Regions from separate parts of the Danio rerio genome. Here region 1 is linked to region 2. A link is a contact called in public HiCAR-type data. All regions are on one chromosome and are shown on one strand. The core of a region is the stretch at or near the end of the contact, and the rest is flanking DNA. Distances in the headings are between cores, read along the strand shown. Region 1 holds the start of lmx1ba (LIM homeobox transcription factor 1, beta a). Region 2 holds the start of zbtb43 (zinc finger and BTB domain containing 43).

What was found. HiCAR-type assays count read pairs that join an accessible place to other places.
Region 1: a contact with region 2 is called in a HiCAR-type map of caudal fin, with 15 times the contacts expected there. The contact joins the promoter of lmx1ba here to the promoter of zbtb43 in region 2. A contact is called at or near these places in 7 of 18 Hi-C or Micro-C datasets (caudal fin, embryo, fibroblasts and 2 more) and 2 of 4 datasets of contacts at active chromatin or transcription factors (caudal fin and embryo).

The regions. Positions count from the first base shown.
Region 1 is chr5:5,795,437-5,800,036 of GRCz12tu, forward strand. lmx1ba (LIM homeobox transcription factor 1, beta a) reads right to left here and starts at 2,511. Exons shown (of 8, transcript NM_001362592.1): 1 at 2,150-2,511. The coding sequence starts at 2,216.
Region 2 is chr5:5,576,017-5,580,829 of GRCz12tu, forward strand. zbtb43 (zinc finger and BTB domain containing 43) reads right to left here and starts at 1,789. Exons shown (of 2, transcript NM_001110024.1): 1 at 1,761-1,789. LOC137495547 (a long non-coding RNA gene) reads left to right here and starts at 1,856. Exons shown (of 3, transcript XR_011015415.2): 1 at 1,856-2,008.

The sequences.
Region 1 (4,600 bases), core at 1,261-3,760, 220 kb after region 2:
TGAATTTATTAAAATGGACAAACAATGCATTTACTATAATATTTGCTCATGTTATTAAATACAGTCGATTATTGTTTGTTCATGTTAAATCACGGCGCATTAACTATGTTAACAGGCATGAATTTAGATTGTATTATTGCATCAGCAAATGTTGAACTGATTAATAAATTCTGTACATGTATTGTTCATAATTAGCTCGCTAGCAAATGCATAAACTAATTCAACATTATTGTAAAGTGTGACCGACTTCATTATGGTTGCATGTATAACCCCATCACACACACGCAGTAGAGTTTAAAAAACATCATGCCAGTGTTGTTGTCATAATTAAATGTTGGGTCAAATATGCACTCAAAAATGATTTGTGTTGCCTTTCAAACTACTTATTTAAAATGAGTGGAAACAGCACACTTCTTTAGATTTTTTTGAGGGATATTGTAATTATTTTATGTTTAAAGTTTTTCACAAATTGATTTGTATTAACGTGAATGAACTGTGTGGAACCCTGCATTTGTTTACAGTAAAACACAAGGTTGGGTTATTTTTTATTAAATGTAGGCTAAATTGCACTTTTTAACCCGGAAGGGCTACAAACACAAGGTTTGGTTGATTGTTTTTCATTAAATGTAGGCTAAATTACCTTTTTAACCCAACTGTTGGGCTGCAAACACAGGGCTGGGTTAATTGTTTTTGTTTATTAAATGTAGGCTAAATTACACTTTCAACCCAACGGATGGGCTACAAACACAAGGTTTGATTACTTGTTTTTCATTAAATGTAGGCTAAAATACACTTTTTTAACCCAACGATTGACCTACAAACACAAAGTTGGGTTAATTGTTCTTTATTAAAACGTAGGCAACACTTTTTTTAACCCTACGATTGTGCTACAACACAAGGTTGAGTTAATTGTTCTTTATTAAGATGTAGGCTAAACTACACTTTTTAAACTCAACGATTGACCTAACACAGGATTGGGCTAATTGTTCTTTATTAAATTAGGCTAAATTACACTTTTTTTTAAGCCAACGATTGTGCTACAAACACAAGGTTGGATTAATTGTTTTTTGTTTATTACTTGTAGGCTAAATTACGGTTGCTCTACAAACACAAGGCTGGGTTAATAGTTTTGTTTTATTTATTTATATAAAGTAGCCTAAATTACACGTTTTAACCCAACTGTTAGACTTGTCCATTTTTTTTAATTTGGGTTACAAAAACACAGCATTTTTAGTGAATAAATAAGTAATAAAAACAAATGCATCGACACAACTTACATTTGAAACTCAGAATAAAATCTAGCCTTTCTTGAAGTAAACCTAAAAGCAAAACTAAAAAAATCGTTACGCGGAGTTATTATCAAACCATTTAATTTGATTTACGCATGTTTTTATATTTATGCTTTTAATTATATTATAACAGATTAATATTACAAGTTGTTTAAATTGTTGGACTGAAATGTCACATCTATCTTCAATTAAATATGTTAAACTGAATAACAGGTTACATGTCAACAAACACTTCGTGTGTTTATTCAGAGGAAACGTTGCACACCGTGTTTGCATTGTGTTTGTATTGTGTTAATATTTCGGCACCGGTTGCTATTATTTAATATAGCCTGCCCTGTACATTTTATCGTTTTTAATTCATAAAAACAAAAAGATAAAATAAATAATAAAAAAAGAAAATATATGAAAATTTATTAATGCAAAAGACAACTTAGTTTTCATATATATATATATATATATATATATATATATATATATATATATATATATATATATATATATATATATATATATATATATATATTACTAATGAAGAACGTGTAATATTAAATTATACTGTTTTTATTACGCAACGCAATTCTGTAACAAAAATGTGTGAAGTCTAATGCCATCATTTAAATCGTGTGTTTTTAATTGTAAATTGTAAATTTACAAGCGCTGTAAAAAAAAAAAACATGAAAACATGCACATTTAACTATGATCTGAGCCGTGAAAATATTATCCTAATGCTGGGTTGTTGGGTTAATTTTCTGTTTGATTGTTGCAATTACATAACACAAATAAATAACACTTTTTAACACCGCATTTTCAGTGTGTGTATACTGAAGTGTCAGTCCTCTGAGAGTGTGTGTGAAACTCACCCAGCATCACTCCTAGAGTCTCCGCTCCTGTCCTGAACTGATCCTCAATTTTGATTCCGTCCAGCATGTCTACTTGAAGAGTTGCCGGACACTGACTCTCTCCAGACGCGTAAAACCGATCCCAAAAAGACACACGAGACAGAAACTAAAAGTAAACTATGTCATCTGTCGCTTATTGGTTTAATAGACAAGACAAAACAGCGCGTTTAAAGATCTGCGTGTACTGCGCCTGATCACACCGACTCTGAGGATCTTCCAGCCGGATCTGTCGAGAGGGTCGGTGTTGGAGTTTTGGTGGAGAAGTTGTAGTAATCCAGCGGTGTGTGTATGTGTGTGTGTGTATGAGCTCCTCTTGAGGATCCTGGAGCTGCTGAACTCCCTCTGATCGCGTCATTCTGCTGAGCTGCATGTGATGCCATTGGTGCTGGATCGCGCAGAACCGCCTACAACACACACACTCATAGAAAGACACCCCAACACACAAACAGACATACACAGACAGAAAGACAAACACACACACAAACAGATATAGACAAAGCACACACACACACACACACACACAGAAATACAGACACACACACAAAGTCAGGCAGACACACAAAGACACAAGCACAAAAATACAAACACGCACAACTCTCTCTCTCTCTCTCTCTCTCTCTCCCACACACACACACACACACACACACACACACACACACACACACACACACACACACACACACACACAAAGAATGAATGCAGACAGACACACGTAAAAACAGAGACACAAGAAAACACACACACACACACACACGCACGCACGCACGCACACACACACACACACACACACACACACAGAGAGAGTGAAATACAGACACGCACAAATACATAGAGAGACAAACACGCAGACATACACACACAAAAAAGACACACACACACTTAAATATTTCCATGAAGGACATTTAACATTCATTTTCATTGCTGAAGATATTTAGAGACAATCTAAAATGATTTTCTTCACATTATAAGACGGAACTAAAAATGCAAAATAATAAATAAACAAATAAATGAATAATTAAATGCATCGTATTCATATCATATCTTAAATAATCTGCATAATCTAACTAAATTATAGTTTTATTCACGTCAAAACTATGTAAACGCTAAAATGCTGGGTATAACCCAGAGTAAAATGAACAAGCTCAACAGAAAAAAGTCATTTAAATTTAATGTAAAATTAACCCAACGTTGGGTTTGACCATATTGACCCGGCGTCAGGTTATAAACTGTCCTGAACTGACCCTCAATTTTGATTCCGTCCAGCATGTCGATCTGATTCTGAAGTGTTGCCGGACACTCTGTCCTAAACCAGAGTAAATTATCAAGCTCAACAGTTGAATAAAAACAAAAAAGCCCGACGTCAGGTTATTAACTCAGCATTAATATGCCCGATACATAAAGTTGAGGCAGCTGAAGCAGAGGTCAGATCAGGTGAATAATACTCCTTCAGGCAATAACGACACTAACTAACTAACTAACTAACTAACTAACTAACTAACTAACTAACTTATCATACCTCCATCCATCTGCTTGGGTTTTATTTGCGAAATAAATAGTTTGATTTAACAAAACGGCAATAAATATAATCGATGGCTACTATTTTTATTATTAGCTTTTCCCCCATGTCATTAAATATATAAACGCGTTTTAGCTTAAAGTTTAACTTGACATTTTAAATAGGCCAATAAACCTCTAATATAACACACATCAGGCATGAGCAACTTCAAATAATCTTTATTTATTAAAAGAACTGACGGATCTGCAACAGACAAGTTGACAATAGATTTTCATTTATTCATTGATTTTCTTTTCGGCTATGTCCCTTTATTAATCTGGGGTCACCACAGCGGAATGAACCGCCCACTTATCCAGCATATGTTTTATGCAGCGGATGCCCTTCCACCTGCAACCCATCACTGAGAAACATCCACACACTCATTCACACACACTACGGACAATTTAGCTTATCCAATTCACATGTTCCGCTTGTCTTTGGACTGTGGGGGAAACCGGACCTCGCGTACGCGGGAAGAACATAAACTCCACACAGAAACGCCAACTGCACCAGCCCAGGCTCGAAACAAGCGACCTTCTTGCTGTGAGGCCAACTTTGTTCAACAATTTTACACTGTAAAAAGCAATTACTTAATAAGGTGAGTAAACCCATTGCCCTAAAAGTGTTAAGTAAAATCAACTTGTCATTTTTAAGTTACAACAGAAGTACTTACATTTTTATGTTAACTTAACTTTTTTTTTTAGAATTATGCACATGGCTCATTAATAATTTGAAGGCAATGAGTTTACACAATTTTTCAACTAAATCACTATTTACAGACAACACTGAAATAAATGCCGGGTTTAACACAATTCCTTAATGCTGTCTCAACACAAATCAATTAAGTTAACTCAATT
Region 2 (4,813 bases), core at 539-3,038:
TAGCGCTTTACTTTTTCCACAATTATTTATGCTACAGCCTTATTCCAAAATGGATTAAATTCATTTATTTCCTCAAAATTCTACACACAATACCCCATAATGACAATGTGAAAAAAAGAGTTTTTGAAAATTTATTACAAATAAAAAAGCTGAAAAATTAAATGTAAATCAGTATTCACAGCCTTTGTTGTGAAGCTCTAAATTGAGCTCAGGTACATTCTGTTTCCACTGATCATTCTTGAGATGTTTCAGCAGCTTCATTGGAATCCCAGGGTTGACAGTGCATGTCAAAGCACAATCCAAGCCTGAAGACAAAGGAACTGTCTGTAGACCTCCGAGACAGGATTGTCTCGAGGCACAGCGGCCTCCATCATCCGTCAGTGGAAGAAGTTTGTAACCAGCAGGACTCTTTCTAGAGCTGGGCGGCCATCTAAGCTGAGTGATCGGGGAGAAGGGCCTTAATCAGGGAGGTGATCAATAACCCGATGGTCCCTCTGCAGTAGGAACTGGAAGGTTAGTCAGGATAGAGGGAGAGATGAATGCAGCAATGTACAGAGACATCCTGAATGAAAACCAGCTTCAGAGTGCTCTTGACCTCAGACTGGTTCATCCTCCAGTAGGACAGTGACCCAATGCACAAAGCCAAAATATCAATGGAGTGGCTTCACAACAACTCGGTAAATGTCCTTGAGTGGCCCAGCCAGAGCCCAGACCTAAATCCTATAGTACATCTCTGGAGAGATCTGAAAATGGCTGTACACCGTCATTTCCCATCCAACCTGATAGAGCTTGAGAGGAACTGCAGAGGAATGAGCAAAAATTCTCAAAGACAGGTGTGCCAAGCTTGTGGCATCAAATTCAAAAAGACTTGAGGCTGTAATTGCTGCCAAAGGTGCATCAACAAAGTACTGAGCAAAGGCTGTGAATACTGATGTACATGGGATTTTTCAGCTTTTTTTATTTTTAATCAATTTGCAACAATTAAATAAATCTATTTTTTTACACTGTCATTATGGGGCATTGTGCGTAGAATGTTGAGGAAATAAATGCATTTATATCATTTTGAAAAAAGACTGTAACATAACAAATGTGGAAAAAGTGAAGCACTATCAATACTTTCCAGATGCACTGTAGATACTCAAAATCAAATGACTTGGACTATAGAGCAAAAAAATATGACCGCCTAATACAAATAATAAAAATTAATTACAACAAGTCTAATCAGGAAATTTATGAACTATACTTATTGATCATTTGCTCAAAAATGTAACATGTTTTCAATAAAAAAAACATAGTAACAACACCCCTTATAAAGCAAATGTAAGAATGAGCTCATTTGTATTGAATTTTACTGTGGTAACACTAAATACGTATAATAACTGATATTCAGGATAGTAAGTTTTATATAAACACATTTTAGATGTCATTTGGCGATATGTAAATAAACAACAATAAAATATTACAAACATCACGGTTACATAATTTATGATGGCAAATTTTTTATAAACTCATAATACCAAATCTACGATGTCGATAATCGGAGAAAAGCTATATTTTTACATTTTAAACAAGTGAAATGTCAAAATTCACAGTTCAGTACATTAGAGATCAAGCTAACCAGCTATCCTGCTAAGCTAGCATGTGAACAGACTTTCTGGACGTTAAAAGACGACAGAGACGTTGTTGTTCATGAAAAAGATCCCGAGATATCATTAGACTTTTCTGCTTTGCTCACAATACTACAAAACTGTCCGTCTTACCGTTTCCTGCATCGTTTTAGACCGGTTTTCCGTGAGCTAGCCTGCCTTCTCTCTTCCGAAAGCCAGAGCGCTACGTGACACTTACGTCATCACGCAGAGTCGCGTGGCGCAGGGACAAATGTAAACAAACACGCCCACTTTCCGGTCGAGAGCCAAATTTGACTATTTTCTCAGCGCAAAATGGCGTAAAACTGTTACAAACCAGTGTATCTATTGCCTAATATAAAACAATACATCAACATATGACGGTAAGAAATACTGTTTGCAATATCAAGCAGCGTAAACCGCTAAAATAACTGCAGTAAGTGCCGTCAAAAGCCAGGTGCATTTAGCAAGATGCTAAATAACAAAACCGGGTGACAAAAGAGTCGAAAGAAAATTAAAACATAAAAAAGGGACTAAAACGACGTTGATTAATGGACATAAAGTGTAATAATAGACGTATTATTGAATATATCTGACGCTTAAGTGTTTTTACTACTTTCTGAGTTTCAGAAAGTCTCTGATTTAATGATGTCGTAAGTTTTATAGTTATTCGATTATTTTTAACATGCTAAAGTAATATGTTTATGGTGAGATGTGAACTTAATTGAATACATTTTTAAAAGCTCAGCAGGTGGCGCTACAGGATAAGCGCAGAACTACAGAAGCGCGTAGTTTGTTTGTTTGCTTTATTCAGAGTGCACATTTAAAAACAACAGATGTTGACCAAAGTGCTTTAGAAAAATACCAGCATACAAAATCTATACTTAAATATAAAAATAAGCAAATTATATAAAACAGATAACAATTATTTGCAATCAAAATGCAAAGAGAAAGAAGGGGATTTTTTAGATGAAACTTAAAAGCACCAAGGGAAGAACATGAGCTAATATGTAAAAGCAGACCATTCCACAGATGGGGGATGTGACAGAAAAAGCCTTGTCACCTCATGATTTCAACTATGTTTTGTCCCTTAAAATTTTGCCTTTTTAATAAGGTTAAAGTTTGCATGTTCTCCCCGTGATGGTGTGGGTTTCATCCGGGTGCTCCGGTTTCTCCCAAAGTCCAAACACGTGCACTATAGGGGAATTGATGAACTAAACTGGCCATAGTGTATGTGTGTTTGTGAATGTGTGTGTATGGGTGTCTCCCAAATACTGGGTTGCAGCTGGAAGGGCATCCGCTGCATAAAACATACTCTGGATAAGTTGGTGGTTCATTCCGCTGTGGTGAATAAAGTGGCTAAGGCTAAGGAAAATGAATGAATGCATTACCCTGTAAACATTTTGTGACCTTTCTTCACAATTAAAATGTAATTTAGAGCCTTTGTGACTGACCCAGGACAACAAAATCAGTCGTAAGGGTGCATTTATTTGAAATCAGATTTATACAAAGCAAAAATAAGCTTTCCATTGGTGTATGGCTATAGCAAGGACAGGAAATAATTATTTGAAACTTCACACTACCTGACAAAAGTCTTATCGCCTATTCAAGTTTTAAGAACAACAAACAATAACTTGACTTCTACTTGATTATTTGGTATCAGAAGTGGCTTATATAAAAGGAAAATTACCACAATAAAATATGATCATGCCTTGATTTTGAATGATTTCATTAGGACAGTAAGGTCTGACTTTGCTTAGACAAAAGTCTCATCACTGAACAGAAATAATGTCCAGTACAGAATATAAAGTCCTGCTGCAGTGGAGACAGAATGAATATTGTGTCTGACTCCATCATGAGCTTGGAGGACTGCATCCATACATCTCTGACATGACTCAAATCACTGATTAATAAAGTCATCTGGAATGGCAAAGAAAGCGTTCCTGCAGGACTCCCAGAGTTCATCAAGAGTCTTTGGATTCATCTTCAACGCCTCCGCCTTCATCTTACCCCAGACATGCTCAATAATGTTCATGTCTGGTGACTGGGCTGGCCAATCCTGGAGCACCTTGACCTTCTTTGCTTTCAGGAGCTTTGATGTGGAGGCTGAAGTATGAGGAGCGCTATCCTGCTGGAGAATTTGCCCTCTCCTGTGGTTTGTAATGTAATGGGCAGCACAAATGTCTTGATACCTCAGGCTGATGATGTTGATCATCCACTCTGCAGATCTCTCGCACGCCCCCATACTGAATGTAACCCCAAACCATGATTTTTCCTTCCCCAAACTTGACAGATAGCTGTGAAAATCTTGGCTCCATGTGGGTTCCAGTAGGTCTTCTGCAGTATTTGTGATGATTGGGATGCAGATCAACAGATGATTCAGCAGAAAAATCCACCTTCTGATCAACCAGAACAGGCATCGATGACAAGATTTTTGTCAGGTAGTGGAGAATCAAAGAGGGAAAAAATAAATAAATAAGACAAAATCGGCTTTAAATTTGCACAAATTAGCAATGCACATTATTAATCTATTAATTTTGGCCTTATTTATCGGGAGTCGCCAGAGTGGAATGAACCGCCAACTAACCAGAAAATGATTACGCAGGGAATGTGCTTCCAGCATTACTGGGTAACACCCATACACTCTCACATTCACACACACACACACTCATACACTACGGCCAATTTAGTTCACCCAATTCCCCTATAGCACATGTGTTTGGACTGTGGGGGAAACCGGGGCAACCGGAGAAAACCCACACCAACACTGGGTGTAGAAGCCATATTTCATAGTTTATTGTTCTAGGTAATTTTCATGATTCTTTGTGTTATATAATGTGTTCTTGCTGACTTGCATGTCATATACACTGAGTTACTTTTCTACTGCGCATGTGTAGTATGCTTCAGATAGTACGTGCGTTTTTTGTGACACAAGTGAGTTTCTTAGTGTGTGTTCCAACCCTAATTAAACACACCTGATCAAACTAATTGAGTCCTTCAGGCTTGTTTAAAACCTACAGGTAAGTGTGTTGGAGCAGTGTTGGAACTAAACTGTGCAGGGCTTCGGCCCTCCAGGAATTGAGTTTGACACCCCTGCTTTAGACCGTAAAAGTGAAATATTGAAGTTATAGTTCATCAGGCTGGAACAAACAAGTTGTATGCGAGTGGATTTTGACGGCATTGGCAGG